Linked DNA regions of Canis lupus: region 1 is linked to region 2. Evidence: chromatin contacts called from public Hi-C data. All regions are on one chromosome and are shown on one strand. Each heading gives the region's core, a stretch centred on a gene start, on an enhancer-like site or on the middle of the called end of the contact. The rest is flanking DNA. Distances are from core to core; before and after follow the strand shown. Region 1 holds the start of CCDC83 (coiled-coil domain-containing protein 83). Region 2 overlaps CCDC81 (coiled-coil domain-containing protein 81).

Region 1 (6,727 bases), core at 3,730-6,229, 470 kb after region 2:
ATCCACAGTGGGAAATCTCTCTGAAGTGAAACATGTTTTCCTAGACATGATGCTTGCATACCTAGACCTCCATCAAGGCTCAGTCTTTATGTCTGACCCTTTTCTTTTCCAGCCAAAATGTGTTCATCTCTATACTCTAACAGACTCCAGTATGCATGAATGGAAACATACTATAATACTTCCCAACTAAAAAGCATATAGGTGATAAAACAAAAAAATTAGCACATTAAGACAGTGATATATTAAGTGATATCTTCTCAGATATGAAAATCTTGAGAATAATTCCATAATCTACACACCAAAATGTGTCATTTATACCATCGTAGTTCACAGAAACTTCTCAGTTGAGAAAAAATTGCTTTCTTTTGTTTTAGATGCAGAGTTGAATTTTTATATTATTTTCCATTTTAGAATTAGAGTTTTTAACTTGACTATTGAACAAAAAGATAGCATGCTGACCAGTGTTTCATTTCACAACAGTTACTGTTCGACAGTGATTTTTATTATAAATATTTCAGTTAAAAGTTAAAACAAATGCTAACTTCGATCTCTAGTTCTCTAGTTCTCTTTATGAGTCATATGGAAGAGATCAAGTGTTAAAGTTTCCACCTACAGTACCCATCTGGTGCTGGGGGAGGGGGGATGACCTCATCGTGCTCAATTACCTCAGTTACCTGGCTAAACTCTCTGACTAAAGTATAGTTACGTAACTGAGGCTCATGACAAAGGACTTTAATAAAACATGAGTGAAAATGTGGATCCATTAAGCACAAATGATTTATGCAAAAACTATATTAAGATTCATTGTTTTATATATTTTTCAGAAAATTAGGAAGCATCGGTTGCCCTTTTAATAGATGCATTCTTGCAATGAGCTAATGACATTACTTCAGAAAGTACTAAGTACTTCTACATTTGATAATGTCCTACAAACAATGGGGATTTTCATAAATATTTACAAGGATTTACAGTTCTTGACCACCTAGAGGATTTCTATCTCAGCAAAAGGTGAGAATCCTAGAAAAAAAACTCACAAAATAATGTGATTACCTTTCAGGAAGGTTTCACAAAGAATAATTCCTGACAGAGGGACACTTGATCTGTTTGCCAGTAACTGCAAACATCTATTTAGTGCCTGCTCTGTGCATGGCACTTTACCTGACCCTTAATTTTAAAATATGAAGAGACAAGATCGCTACTCAGACAAAGAAATATACTCCAGCAGAACTTCAAAAAAATAATGAGCAACTTTAAAAGACTAGAAAGATTGTGCATGTAATGAATGCTCCCAAGATCGTGACTACAGGGTGACCTTCTGTGCCTGTTTTTCCTCTCCCAACACTGGGCTTTTTCTTTTTTTTTTTTTTAAGATTTTATTTATTTATTCATGAGAGACACAGAGAGAGAGAGAGAGAAAGAGAGAGAGGCAGAGACACAGGCAGAGGGAGAAGCAGGCTCCATACAGGGAGCCCAACGTGGGACTCAATCCCGGGTCTCCAGGATTACACCCTGGGCTGAAGGCAGCGCTAAACCACTGAGCCACCCAGGCTTCCCAACACTGGGCTTTCAATATACGTTGTGGTGGGAGGACAGGTGAGGAAGCTGAGTTTGAAGACTGGGTGTCCAGCCTTGTCAGAGCCCACTCCATAATCATTTCCCATCAGAAAATGTTTCAAAATATATTCCCCAAGTGCTTTTCACTGAAAAGTAAGTAGGCTGTTTGGAAAAAAATGGACATATAATAGCCACATTCTTCAAATGTACTGTTAACCCATGTCTTACTTTACTCTGCAAAATTATCCAAAAAACAAAAAAATGGATTCTCAGGATCCTAGCTCAGTATCTAGAAGGTTCCTCATGACTCTTTTTCATTTGGGACGAATATCCAGAAGCCTCCTACTGACTCTTTCCGAATTTTATGGAGGCTGGGAGGGATGGCAGCTCTGCCCTGATACGTTTCCAGACATTTAGAATGGATTCTGATGTTGATTAGCCAATGTTTTTATATAAATGTAGATTAAAATGGAAGATATTCATTTAATAGCATTAGTAATAGCAGAAGTTCTGAATAAGATTCCATCAGAGGTTGAGAGTATGGTTTAGTTAAAAGATCTCTATGTGGGTGTTGGAAGTCTTGAAATCTATCTAGTCCTGGCTCTGCTATTACCTACCTATAAATGTGTAACTCTAATAAACAACAACAATAATAATATAATAATATCTCATTACAGTGTTAACTGCAGTATATATTTGAAAACATTCATGGCATTCATTCTCAACAAAATACAACTCCTTTAATACTGAATAATAACTAATCACTTCATCTTTGGACTTGCAAAAAATATATGTTGGAACATAGGCCAGGATCTTCCATGGATGCAAACTAGATGTTCAATAAATGTCTAATTTGAATGACTGACTTGCAAATCATGTGTACTCACTTTCTTTACCAATGACCCTATTTATTTGCTCATAATGTCGTACATATCCTTAGTTTAGAAAGTAAATCATGTTTGTTTGTTTGTTTGTTTGTTTATTTAAGGTAAGCTCCACGCCCAGCGTGGAGCCCAATGTGGGGCTCAAATCCACAACCCTAGATCAAGACTTGCACCAAGATCAAGAGTTGGATGCTCAACTGACTGATCCACCCAGGGGGCCCTGAAAGTAAATCACTTTTATTTTATTTTATTTTATTTATTTTATTTTTTTATTTTATTATTTTATTTTAAGATTTTATTTATTTATTCATGACAGAGAGAGAGGCAGAGACACAGGCGGAAGGAGAAGCAGGCTCCACGCAGGGAGCCTGATGTGGGACTTGATCCTGGGACTCCAGGATCTTGCCCTAAGCTGAAGGCAGATGCTCAACCACTTGGCCACCCAGGTGTCCTAGTAAATCACTTTTAAATGCAAATACTCTCTTATGGTAGAACATATTTTTAATACAATTTTTAAATATTTAAAAAGTGTTCTTCAGTGTATGTTAAAAAAAAAAACTCTAAATTCATTTAAAGGCTTTTAGTAGTGAGAATATCACCTAAAAGTTAGTTTCAAACAAATTCAGTCCTCCTTTTGTATAGATTATGTATATACAGTCCAAAATAGCTTTAAAAAGTAAAACACAGCCAGTTTGGAGATACTTGTTAAACCACCATATACTCAAATTGAAGTATTTAAAAATATCTGGATATAGGTGCCTGGTTGGCTTAGTCTCAGGGTTGTAAGTTCAAGCCCCATGTTGGGTGTAGAGCCTATTTAAAATAAAAAAAGATAATAATAAAGTTAACTATTATTAATGTACCTTATATTTTAAAAAATAATAAATAAAATATCTGGATAAATGACACTAATAATAATAAATAAAATAATAAATAAAATATCTGGATAAGTGACAACTTTCACTTGCCTAATTGATGATTTACATTACATTGCCACATGTTTTCTTTGCCAGCACAAATCCTTTGGTCAGTAGCACATTTCTGAACTGCAGTTCCCAAATTATACTGGATTCTTAGCTTAATAATTGGTCTATCTTCTGATCCAGAATTGCTAATAACATAGTTTGAAAAGCACTATCTTATACTAACTTATCTAGCAACCAGAACTACATTTTCCCCCCAACTCCTTCTGTCCTTCAAGCTTAGAAATGTCACAAAAGAAACATAATCATGAAAAGAATATTGTGAAGATTATGGAAATGCATGCAGTATTTTCATACTCTGATGGTGGAGAACAAAAAAGTTTCTATCATCAAATAACAGTGGTGATTATGAAAAAGATCTGCTGGAGTCAGGTCTTGGGGTGGCAATAAGGAAATCCACGAGCGGTTATCACACACACAATGATAAATACCCAATCTCATTATTTTCCTTCTCTGCCTTCACAGAAACATATCTATGTATATACTTTTTTCCTTCAATGAGACATCTTCCACCTCTCATCCTCCTCCTCAACTCTCTCTTGTCTAACAGAGAGTTAATCATGGAGTGAGAAGGGGACTGAAGAAGCAAGGTAGTGTGAAATTGAATTGTAAAAGAAGGATGTTGCAGCATCCAGGGCGGGGAGCTGAAGCCAATCTATGGACTGAGAGAGTGAGGGTTAAGGCCATCAACAACATTCAGGCCACTCAGAAAGTACCCACAGGGGAGGGCTGTGTACTGGTACTGAGAAGGATGCAAGGGGGTGTGAGTCTTCACTCAAAACGCATTCACAAGACTGGGAATGTGCTAAGAACACTAAGCCAAGCAAGGCTTGAGTCAAGTCCTAGCCCCTCCACTATCAGTTTTATAACCCCAAACAAGCCTCTAAACCCCCTGATCCTGAGTTCTCTTCATCTTTCCTGCCTCCTCCCAGGGTTATCAAGGAAGCTCAAGTACTTTGGAAGTACTGTCAAGCAATAAAGCTCCAAACAAATGGAAGAACTGGTTTACTGAGCATCTACTGTATGCTAGAGGCTGCCTGTGAGGTGAGGGCATGAAGGGTAGGAAATATCAGAAAGGGAGACAGAACACGAAGACTCCTAACTCTGGGAAACGAACTAGGGGTGGTGGAAGGGGAGGAGGGCGGGGGGTGGGGGTGACTGGGTGACGGGCACTGAGGGGGGCACTGGACTGGATGAGCACTGGGTGTTATTCTGTATGTTGGCAAATTGAACACCAATAAAAAATCAATTTATTATAAAAAAAATAATATGGGGCTTTCTGGGGAAAAAAAAAAAAAAAAGGTTACGAACCTGAATCAAATTCAGATCCTGCCCTCCGGGAATGGAAGATCTAGAAGGGCAAACGAGCAACACACCCGGGGGTTCTACTGCAAGGCGGTTAATATTTTGGTCAGATCAAAAGATCTTCGGGTTCTGTGTCCTGCGTGAAGAGAGGTGGGCGTCTGAGCAGCGCTCCCGGCGGCTTCCAACGGTCCCGGAGCAGGGCCCGGGGAGGACGCCCGAGGGCGCGACCCAGGCCCCCGTGGGCGCAGGGCAGGCCCCGGGACTGGCGGGGGTGGGCGGGGAGGTCGGGCCTCAGGTGCCGGACGGGAGGGGTCGGGGCCGAGGCAGGAGGCCCGCCAGTCCCGCTACCGCCCTCCACGGCGTCCGGGAGCGGAGGCTCTGCAGGGGCCCGCAGTCCGCACTCGCCCGCCGCCAGGGGACCCGGCCCACCCCCTCCGCCGCGGCGCCAGCGCCCTCCGTTTCCAAGGCGACGCGCGCGCGCGGGCTGCCCCGCCCCGCCCCGCCCCGCCCCGCCCGGCCCCGCCCCGCCCCGCGCAGGAGCTCCCGCGGGCCGGGCGCGCCTCCCGGTGGCCGCACAGGAAAGAGGCGCGGCCGAAGGCCCGCGCTGCTGCCTTTTGCCGCCGAGATGGCGCCCTCCCGCCTGCTCCCCGCGCGATTTTCACCCCCGCAGCGCACCCTGCTGATTGCACACTAACGCACGCCCCCTCCCGGCCTCCCTCGACGGCTAAACCTGTAGGCGCTCGGTTGTGCGGACACGTGGCACGTGGCTCTGCGCCGAGACCGCAGCGTGGCTTAACAGGCGCTCGCGGGGCGGGCGGGGGTGTGCGCGGCCGGCCCCTGCCCCTCTGCCCCTCTGCCCCCCTGCCCCCCTGCCCTTCTGCCCCCCTGCCCCCCTGCCCCCCTGCCCCCCTACCCCCTGCCCCTCTGCCCCCCTGCCCCCCTGACCTTCTGCCCCCCTGGCTCCTGCCCCCCTGCCCCCCTGCCCCCTGCCCCTCTGCCCCCCCTGCCCCCATGCCCCCTTGCCCCCCTGGCCCCTGCCCCCCTGCCCCCCTGCCCTTCTGCCCCCCTGCCCCCCTGCCCCTCTGCCCCTCTGCCCCCCTGCCCCCCTACCCCCTGCCCCCCTGCCCCCCTGCCCCTCTGCCCCTCTGCCCCCCTACCCCCTGCCCCTCTGCCCCCCTGCCCCCTGCCCTTCTGCCCCCCTACCCCCCCTACCCCCCTGCCCTTCTGCCCCCCTGCCCCCCTGCCCTTCTGCCCCCCTACCCCCCTGCCCCCCTGCCCCCCTGCCCCCTGCCCCTCTGCCCCCCCTGCCCCCATGCCCCCTTGCCCCCCTGGCCCCTGCCCCCCTGCCCCCCTGCCCTTCTGCCCCCCTGCCCTTCTGTCCCTCTGCCCCCCTGCCCCCCTGCCCCTCTGCCTCCCTGCCCCCCTGCCCCCCTACCCCCTGCCCCTCTGCCCCCCTGCCCCCCTGCCCCTCTGCCCCCCTGACCCCTGCCCCACTGCCCCCCTGCCCCCTGCCCCTCTGCCCCCCCTGCCCCCCTGCCCTTCCACCCGCAGGGCTCTTGCTGGCCCGGGTTGGGTGCGACAGTCCCCTGGGGTTTGGTCCTTAACGGAATTGCAGCCTCCTCCACTAAGTGCTTGTGTGATAACACCCGGCTCTGTAAGCTCCTTGGTCCTGTTTTGCTTCTCTCTTTACTTTTTTTGCTCCTAAACCTCAAGAAAACCAACACAGATTCCGATTCCGTTTTCCTCACTCTTTCTACTTTTTGCAGCTCTGTCCTAATTTGAGGGGGAAATATATCACCTGGCTACAACCTCCGAAGGTGCCTTTTCTATCCTGCATTTTTTATTTTTATTTTTAATTTATTTTTGATTTTTTAAATTGGAGTTCAATTTGCCAACATACAGCATATCACCCAGTGCTCATCCCGTCCAGTGCCCCCCTCAGTGCCCGTCACCCAGTCACCCCAACCCCCCGCCCACCTCCCCTTCCACTACCCCTTGTTC
Region 2 (6,851 bases), core at 3,637-6,136:
TGCAAATGTCTTATAAGATGAAAGAGTAACTCTATAAAGAGTTTATCAAATTCAACACCCAAAAAAATCCAGTCAAGAAATGGGCAGAAGACATGAACAAACACTTCTCTGAAGAAGGTACACAAATAGCCAACAGACACATGAAAAAATGCTCAACATCACTTGGCATCAGGGAAATACAAATCAAAACTACAATGAGATGCCACCTCACACTGGTCAAAATAGCTAAAATTAACAACTCAGGAAGCAACAAGTGTTGGCAAGGATGCAGAAAAAGGGAAACCTGCTTATACTGTTGGGAATGCAAACTGGTGCTGCTACTCTGGAAAACAGTATGGAGCTTCCTCAAAAAGTTGAAAATAAAGCTACCCTACAACGCAGCAGTTGCACTTTTAGGTATCCAAAGGATACAAACATAGTGAATGGAAGGGGTACATGCAACCCCAATATTTATAGAAGGAATGTCTACAATAGCCAAAATATGGAAAGAGCCCAGAAGACTAGCGACAGATGAATAGATAAAGAAGATGTAGCATAGCTATACAATAGCATATTACTCAGCCATCAAAAAAGAATGAAATCTTGCTATTTGCAATGACAAGAATGGAACTAGAGGATATTATGCTAAGTAAAATAAGCAGTCAGAGAAAGACAAATACCATATGATCTCACTCATATGTGGAATTTAAGAAATAAAACAGATGAACATAGGGGAAGGGAAGGAAAAACAAAATGAGATGAAAATTGAGAGGGCAGCAAACCATAAGAGACGTTGAACTCTAGGAAACAAACTTTGCTGGAGGGGAGATTTACTGGAGGGGAGGTGAGTGGAGGGATGGGGAAACTAGGTGATGGGCACTAAGGAGGGCACTTGATGTAATGAGCCCTGGGTGTTATATGCAACTGATGAATCCCTAAATTCTACCTCTGAAAGTAACAAAAACAGAAAGAAGAAAGTGAGATAGAACTCGATCCTGAACATCAAGATTTTGCTTGCTTAGAGAAAAAAAAATTCCAGAGGATTTTAAAAGGACCCAGAGTTTCACAAGATAATATTCAAAATGTCTAAGATACATTACAAAATTATTTAACACATAAAGAACCAAGAAAATGTAGTTTATTTTCAAGGTAAAAGAAAACAAATGCCAACCTGAGATCACCTCAATACTGGAATTCTCAGAAAAGACCTTGAAGCAGATATTATAACCATAATCCATGAGGTTAAATAAAATACTATGATCTCAATAAAAAGATAGATGTTCTCAAGAGAGAAATAGAAACTACCAAAAGAAAGGAAATTTTGGAACTGAAAAAATATGCAAAATTCACTGGATTCAACAACAGAACACAGCCAATAGAGGAAAGAATCAGTGAATTTGAAGATAAATTAACAGAAATTATCCTATCTGAAAAACAGGGGGGGAAGTGAACAATGAATAAAGCCTTCGAGACCTGTGGGAATATATCAAAAGGTTTACCATGCATTTCATTGCATTCCCTAAAGGAGAAGAGAGAAATGAAGAACAAATATGTGAATCATGCACAAAACCTTCCCAAATTTGGTAAAAGACAAAATTTAAAAATTCAAGAAATTCAGTAAACACCAAATAAGACATACCATAATCAGACTACTGAGACAAAAAAATCAAGTAATCTTAAAAGTAGCCAGACAAAGAAACATTACATATGGAGGGACAATGATTCAAAAGGCTGAATTTTTAATCAGAAATCTTGGAACCAGAAGCAATAGAATAAACTCCATTCAAAATTCTATTTCCCATTGAAATGCCCCTCGGGTATAATAGCAAAATAAAGACATGATTAATGAAGACTAAAGTATACACTGTTATAGGCTGAATTGTAACCCCTCAAAATTTGTATGTTGAAGTCCTAACATCCAGCACTTCAGAATGTGACTATTTTAGACATAGGGCCTTTAAAGAGGTTAAGTTACACTAAGTGAAAATGAGGGCAGTAGAGCACCCTAATCCAGCAGAACTCATAAGAGGAGAAAATTAGGACGTGGATACAAACCCAAGGCAAACAAAAGATAGAAAATAGTACACAGTAGAAATTAATCACATTGAGAAGAAAAAAATAGGGAAATTTTAATGGAACCAAATGCTGATTCTTTGAAAGATCAATATATTTTTTTAAAGTTCTAGGCCGACTGACCAAGAAAAAAAGAAGACAAAAATTACTTATATTGAGAATCAAAGAGGGGATTTCACTACAGACGCCACAGACGTTAAAAGGATATGAGAACATTACTAACAACTGTATGCCCATAAATTCAACAATAGCTGAGAGTCCTTGATGCAACCTACCAAAACTGAACTCATCATTTAAGCCGTCCCAGCAAAGAAGACTCCAAGCCTGGATGGTTTCATTACTCAGTTCTACCAAGTATGTAAGAAAGAAAGAATACCAATTATATATAGTATCTTTCAGAAGATAGAAGAAAGGGGTACATTTCTCAACTCATTTTATGAGGTCATTACCCTGATATCAAAACTTTAAGACTACAAAAAACAAAAGAACATTACAAATTATGACTAGAACATTACCAAAAAATACATAATAAGCCTTTAACATGTGAACTGTGGAATGTCCTTCCTTCTTCCCCTCCTATCCCTACATAATCCTGCAAAACCAAAACCAACCAAATCCCCAAGAAAACCCTCAGATACAGCTATGTAGCCTAGATCCAAGGAAAGATGCCAGCAGCTGCAAGTGTCTTACTGCTTGCCTTCTGATGCAGGGCTTGATGTGTGGAGTGGAGCTTGAGCTGAATTTTAGATCCCAGTCACCCTGTGGTAGGCTGAATAACGGTCCCCCTAAACACCCATGTCCTAACCCCTGGAACATGTGCATGTCACTTTCTATGACAAATAGAATTCTGCAAATGTGATTAAGGATCTCGAGATGAGGAATTTATCCTGTAGTATCAGGTGAATCCTAAAGGTAACCACAACTGTGTTGATAAGAGAGAGGCAGGGGGAGGCTTGGAGGTGCTACACTGCTAGCTTTGAGGATGGAAGAAGGACCAGTCAAGATGTGTAAAGAGCTCTAGAAGCTAGCAAAGGCAAGGAAAAGGATGCTCCTCTCAGAGCCTTCATAGGAACCAGTCCTGCTAACACTTTGACTTTCACCCAATGGGACTGATTGCACATTTCTGACCTCTAGAGCTGTAGGAGAGTAAACTTGTATTGTTTTAAGCGACTGGGTTTGTGATCATCTGTTACAGCAGCAATAGAAAACCGGGAACTGAGCGCCTCAGTACACAGCCCAATTCACACAGCTGTTCAGGCTGGGCTGTGTGTAGTCCACTTCCTCCTCTCCTACCCACAGACTAAGACTAAATTAAGACAGAGGCTGCAACTAGTTCACACTTCTTTCTTAAATTTCGAAGGCCTCCCCCAGCCTGCAGTCTAGGCATTAGGGCATATGTTTTCACTCGTTCTATCTCTAGCTCCTTTCTCTCTGACCGCCAAATGCATTGGAAGAAGTAGTTCTGGGACTTTTGAAGAGGGGGTAGCAAAGAGCTACCTGCTTTTCTTGGGATACCTCATAAGAAAATGGTCGAGTTATGACAAGATAGAGCCTCAACATTCCTCAAGCTCCTGGCTGAATGCCATTATAATATCATCTTAACCACTAATGAATTCCAGCAAACTACACACTTACTATGAGAAGACAGTGGAGGGAAGAATTATATTAAAAGTGTGCTTATCAGACTGAAAATGATCTATTTACATTAGTGAATTCTTAAGTCAGTTTTGTTTAATCTAATCAGAATTTTTAATGAAATAAAATAGAATTAGAATGCATTGCAGATAGATGGGTAAGCATAGCTCTATAAAACTCTTGTCTCAATTATATGTGTGAGCATGGGTTCTGTGTTGTGATGTGAAACATATTTCTTTTACTGAGTCTTAGAGGATTTGAGAAATACTGGAGTATGTGCTTTCAAATAGCTTCCCAACTCTCATCTCACTGTTCTTGTGAAGAGTCAAAGAGAAAGACAAAAGTGGACATAGTTCTCTAAAAGTGAAAAGGCATTTTCATAAACAAAGTCCTCACTTTACTCACTTTTGATAGCTTAAGCTTATAATGATACTGAAAGAAAGCTACCCAGAGCAGGAGTTCCCAACTTGTGTCCAGATGGTATAGAAAACCTCTGATTGCATGCAAAATGTTATAGATGAAAATGGACATGTTTTTAGGAAAGGGTCCATAATTTTCATGAGATACTCAAAAGAGTCCACAAACTTGTGATATGTTAGTCTTGTCTGGCAGTGCCATAACTCTGGGAATGACATATCTTTGATGATAATAATTCATACTGATTTAGGAAAGGCCATTCTGATTGACTCTGGCCTAATAACAGGGTTGGACTACTACAAGATTAAGAGTTAAGATCAGTAAAAAGAGGGGGATTCTTGGGTGGCTCAGTCGTTCAGCACCTGCCTTTGGCCCAAGGCGTGATCCTGGAGTCCCAGGATCGAGTCCCACGTCAGGCTCCCGGCCTGCTTCTCCCTCTGCCCCATTCTCTCTCTCTTTCTGTGTGTCTATCATGAATAAATAAATAAAATCTTAAAAAAAAAAAAAAAACCTTTAAAAAAAATCAGTAAAAAGATACCAAATTATGAAGACTTTTTCTAAAAAGAGACTGTCCTTTCTCTATTATATGAAATCAATTATGTTAACGACAGGCTATAAATAAAGGCTGATTTTTAAAATGGTTGATAACAAAACATATTTGGTTTCATAACTCAACTCATATAACCACATTTCCATCTTAGCCTTGATAGCAGGAACACAGGGCTTTGACATCTGTTGCCTTGACCCCTTGTCACCCCTTACCTAGCTATTTCCTATTCATTTTAGGCCTCATTTCCTCCAAAAGCTTCCCCTTTCGATGCCAGGCTCAGCTGACTACAAGGGCTCCACCTTGTTCTTCCATAGCAACCCATGTACAGAACTGTTGGGTACTTACCTTGTTACAAGGCGATTTTCTAAATCATATCTCACCTCTGCACCACACAGTAAGTGCTCTGAAGGCAGACAGGGACAAATGAGTCTTAATCTCCGAGTCACCAAAAATTAGCTGGGTGCTTGGCACACAGTAAGAGTCAGTACCACTATAAATGGCAACAGATTTTAAGTTCAGTTCCTATAGTAAAAAGTGTTTGAGTAAAAAGTTTTCACTCAAACTTATCGAAATTCCCTAAGTCTTTTTTTTAACAAGGCAGTATATGCTTTTAAAAATATATTACTACAACACCATTATAGTATTTTGTTATATATTTGAGACAGAGACATACTCCAAGGGTGTAGCAGGTATGGACTTCAGGCAAGTCAGGTAGTACTGGGGAAAAGCTATGGCTGTCAATATTGGTTGGTGATGACTGGTCCTGCATGGAGTGATCTTCTGAAAAAACAGAAGTGGCAATGTAAGAAGCCTCTAGGGAGAGGTTCCAGACAATTCCAGTCCCCACTAAGCATGCTTATTTCCATAGAAAAAAACAAAATTTGCCAAATATCAATTTGACCAAGTATCTTCCCTTTAACTATTCAGGCCTCCAAACATTCTTATTTTGTATTTGTGGCAGAAACAATGTTTTAGATGTCTTGCCACATATACTTTCCCTCATTTACTAAGAAAGATGTGGCGGACAGAAAGCAAACAGTCTAAGGGACTGTATTCCTATCTTTTGTATTTCAGAAATCTAGACTTCATTCTGCTTTGCTCATTGGTTTGCCTGAGATGGTTGGACAGGGCAGGTGGAGAAAAGGTAAACGATGAAGATAAAATGACTTTTGGTTTAGAACACCCCTACCTTAACTGAAAATCAGTCTTTTAGCAGGAAGATACTCCTCTTCCATAGCACTTGCTGCTTAGACATGAATGCCAGTGAAGCAATTAGAGAGGAAGGTGGCACCTGGCAGGCCAGCCAGACTCCCCTCCCAGCACACATTTAGCCCAACAGTAAACCTATAATGGAATGGTTGGCCAGAAGGCACCAAGCAGTTGGGGGTGGGGGTGCCTGGGTGGCTCATTCAGGTAAGCATCTGCCTTGGGCTTAGTTCTGGATCAAACCTCAAGCCCTCTCGTTGGGCAGGGAGCCTGCTTCTTCCTCTTCCTTTGCCCTTGCCCCTTCACACCCTCCCCACCCCCACTCATGCTCTTTCTCAAATAAATAAATAAAATCTTAATTTAAAAAAAAAAAAGGAAGGGCACCAAGATAATAAGATCCCCTGAAGTTCCAAAATAAAAGTCCCAGGTGTATCTTCAACTAGAAAACTCAGAAAGCATTGCTCTGACCTCTTATGACAAATAACCTGATCTTCCTCTGGAATGTTCACATATACAGTTCTCTGGGGTGAGCTCGTAAAATTTACCATGATGCACAGTCAGGCATATAGAAAATATTTATTAGGACACTATTCATTACAGATGAAGAAAAGATAAAGTCTCTTACACAAAGTCACAGAGGAAGTGGCAAGGCAGGGTCAGCAGCACTCCCGCAGCCAGAATGAGGCTGGGTCCCCTGTTCCCAGCCCCCAGGGGCAGCAGGGTTCTGTGGGAGCAATGGGAAGTTAGAGGGGAGACCCTACTCATGTGAATTCTACAAGGGGTGAAAAGCAATCTGCTCCTGAAAGCAGCACAATAACTTTTTCCCTCTAAAGTAAAAATAGGTAGTTTCACCATCATGCCTAAACATTTAAAAAAAAAAATCTTCCCCAGGAAAACGTAGATCCAGACTTTGGGTTTTATACGAGCAACCGGGAACCATGCAAATACTTGTTCAGGGGCCACAGGTTGCTCTCGCCCACGTTGGAGGTGC

What was found. A called contact is a pair of places that touch in the nucleus more often than the background predicts.
Region 1: a contact with region 2 is called in a Hi-C map of blood, with 6 times the contacts expected there. The contact joins the promoter of CCDC83 here to the enhancer-like site in region 2. A contact is called at or near these places in 3 of 9 Hi-C or Micro-C datasets (amygdala and blood).

What each region holds. Positions count from the first base shown.
Region 1 is chr21:13,693,059-13,699,785 of UU_Cfam_GSD_1.0, forward strand. It overlaps CCDC83 (coiled-coil domain-containing protein 83), which reads right to left and starts at 4,980. Exons shown (of 10, transcript XM_038568399.1): 1 at 4,733-4,980. It overlaps LOC111091500 (a long non-coding RNA gene), which reads left to right. Exons shown (of 12, transcript XR_005375568.1): 4 at 825-1,008; 5 at 2,543-2,664; 6 at 4,354-4,465.
Region 2 is chr21:13,223,380-13,230,230 of UU_Cfam_GSD_1.0, forward strand. CCDC81 (coiled-coil domain-containing protein 81) reads right to left here. Exons shown (of 13, transcript XM_038568371.1): 13 at 6,413-6,851. The coding sequence ends at 6,778. Among named protein-coding and RNA genes, the nearest start is that of CCDC81, 44 kb to the right of the region's middle. Within about 2 kb of position 4,887, at least 2 of the 20 cell types and tissues checked have an H3K27ac peak or open chromatin away from gene starts, as enhancers often do. A contact at or near this core is called in blood, where this site is marked.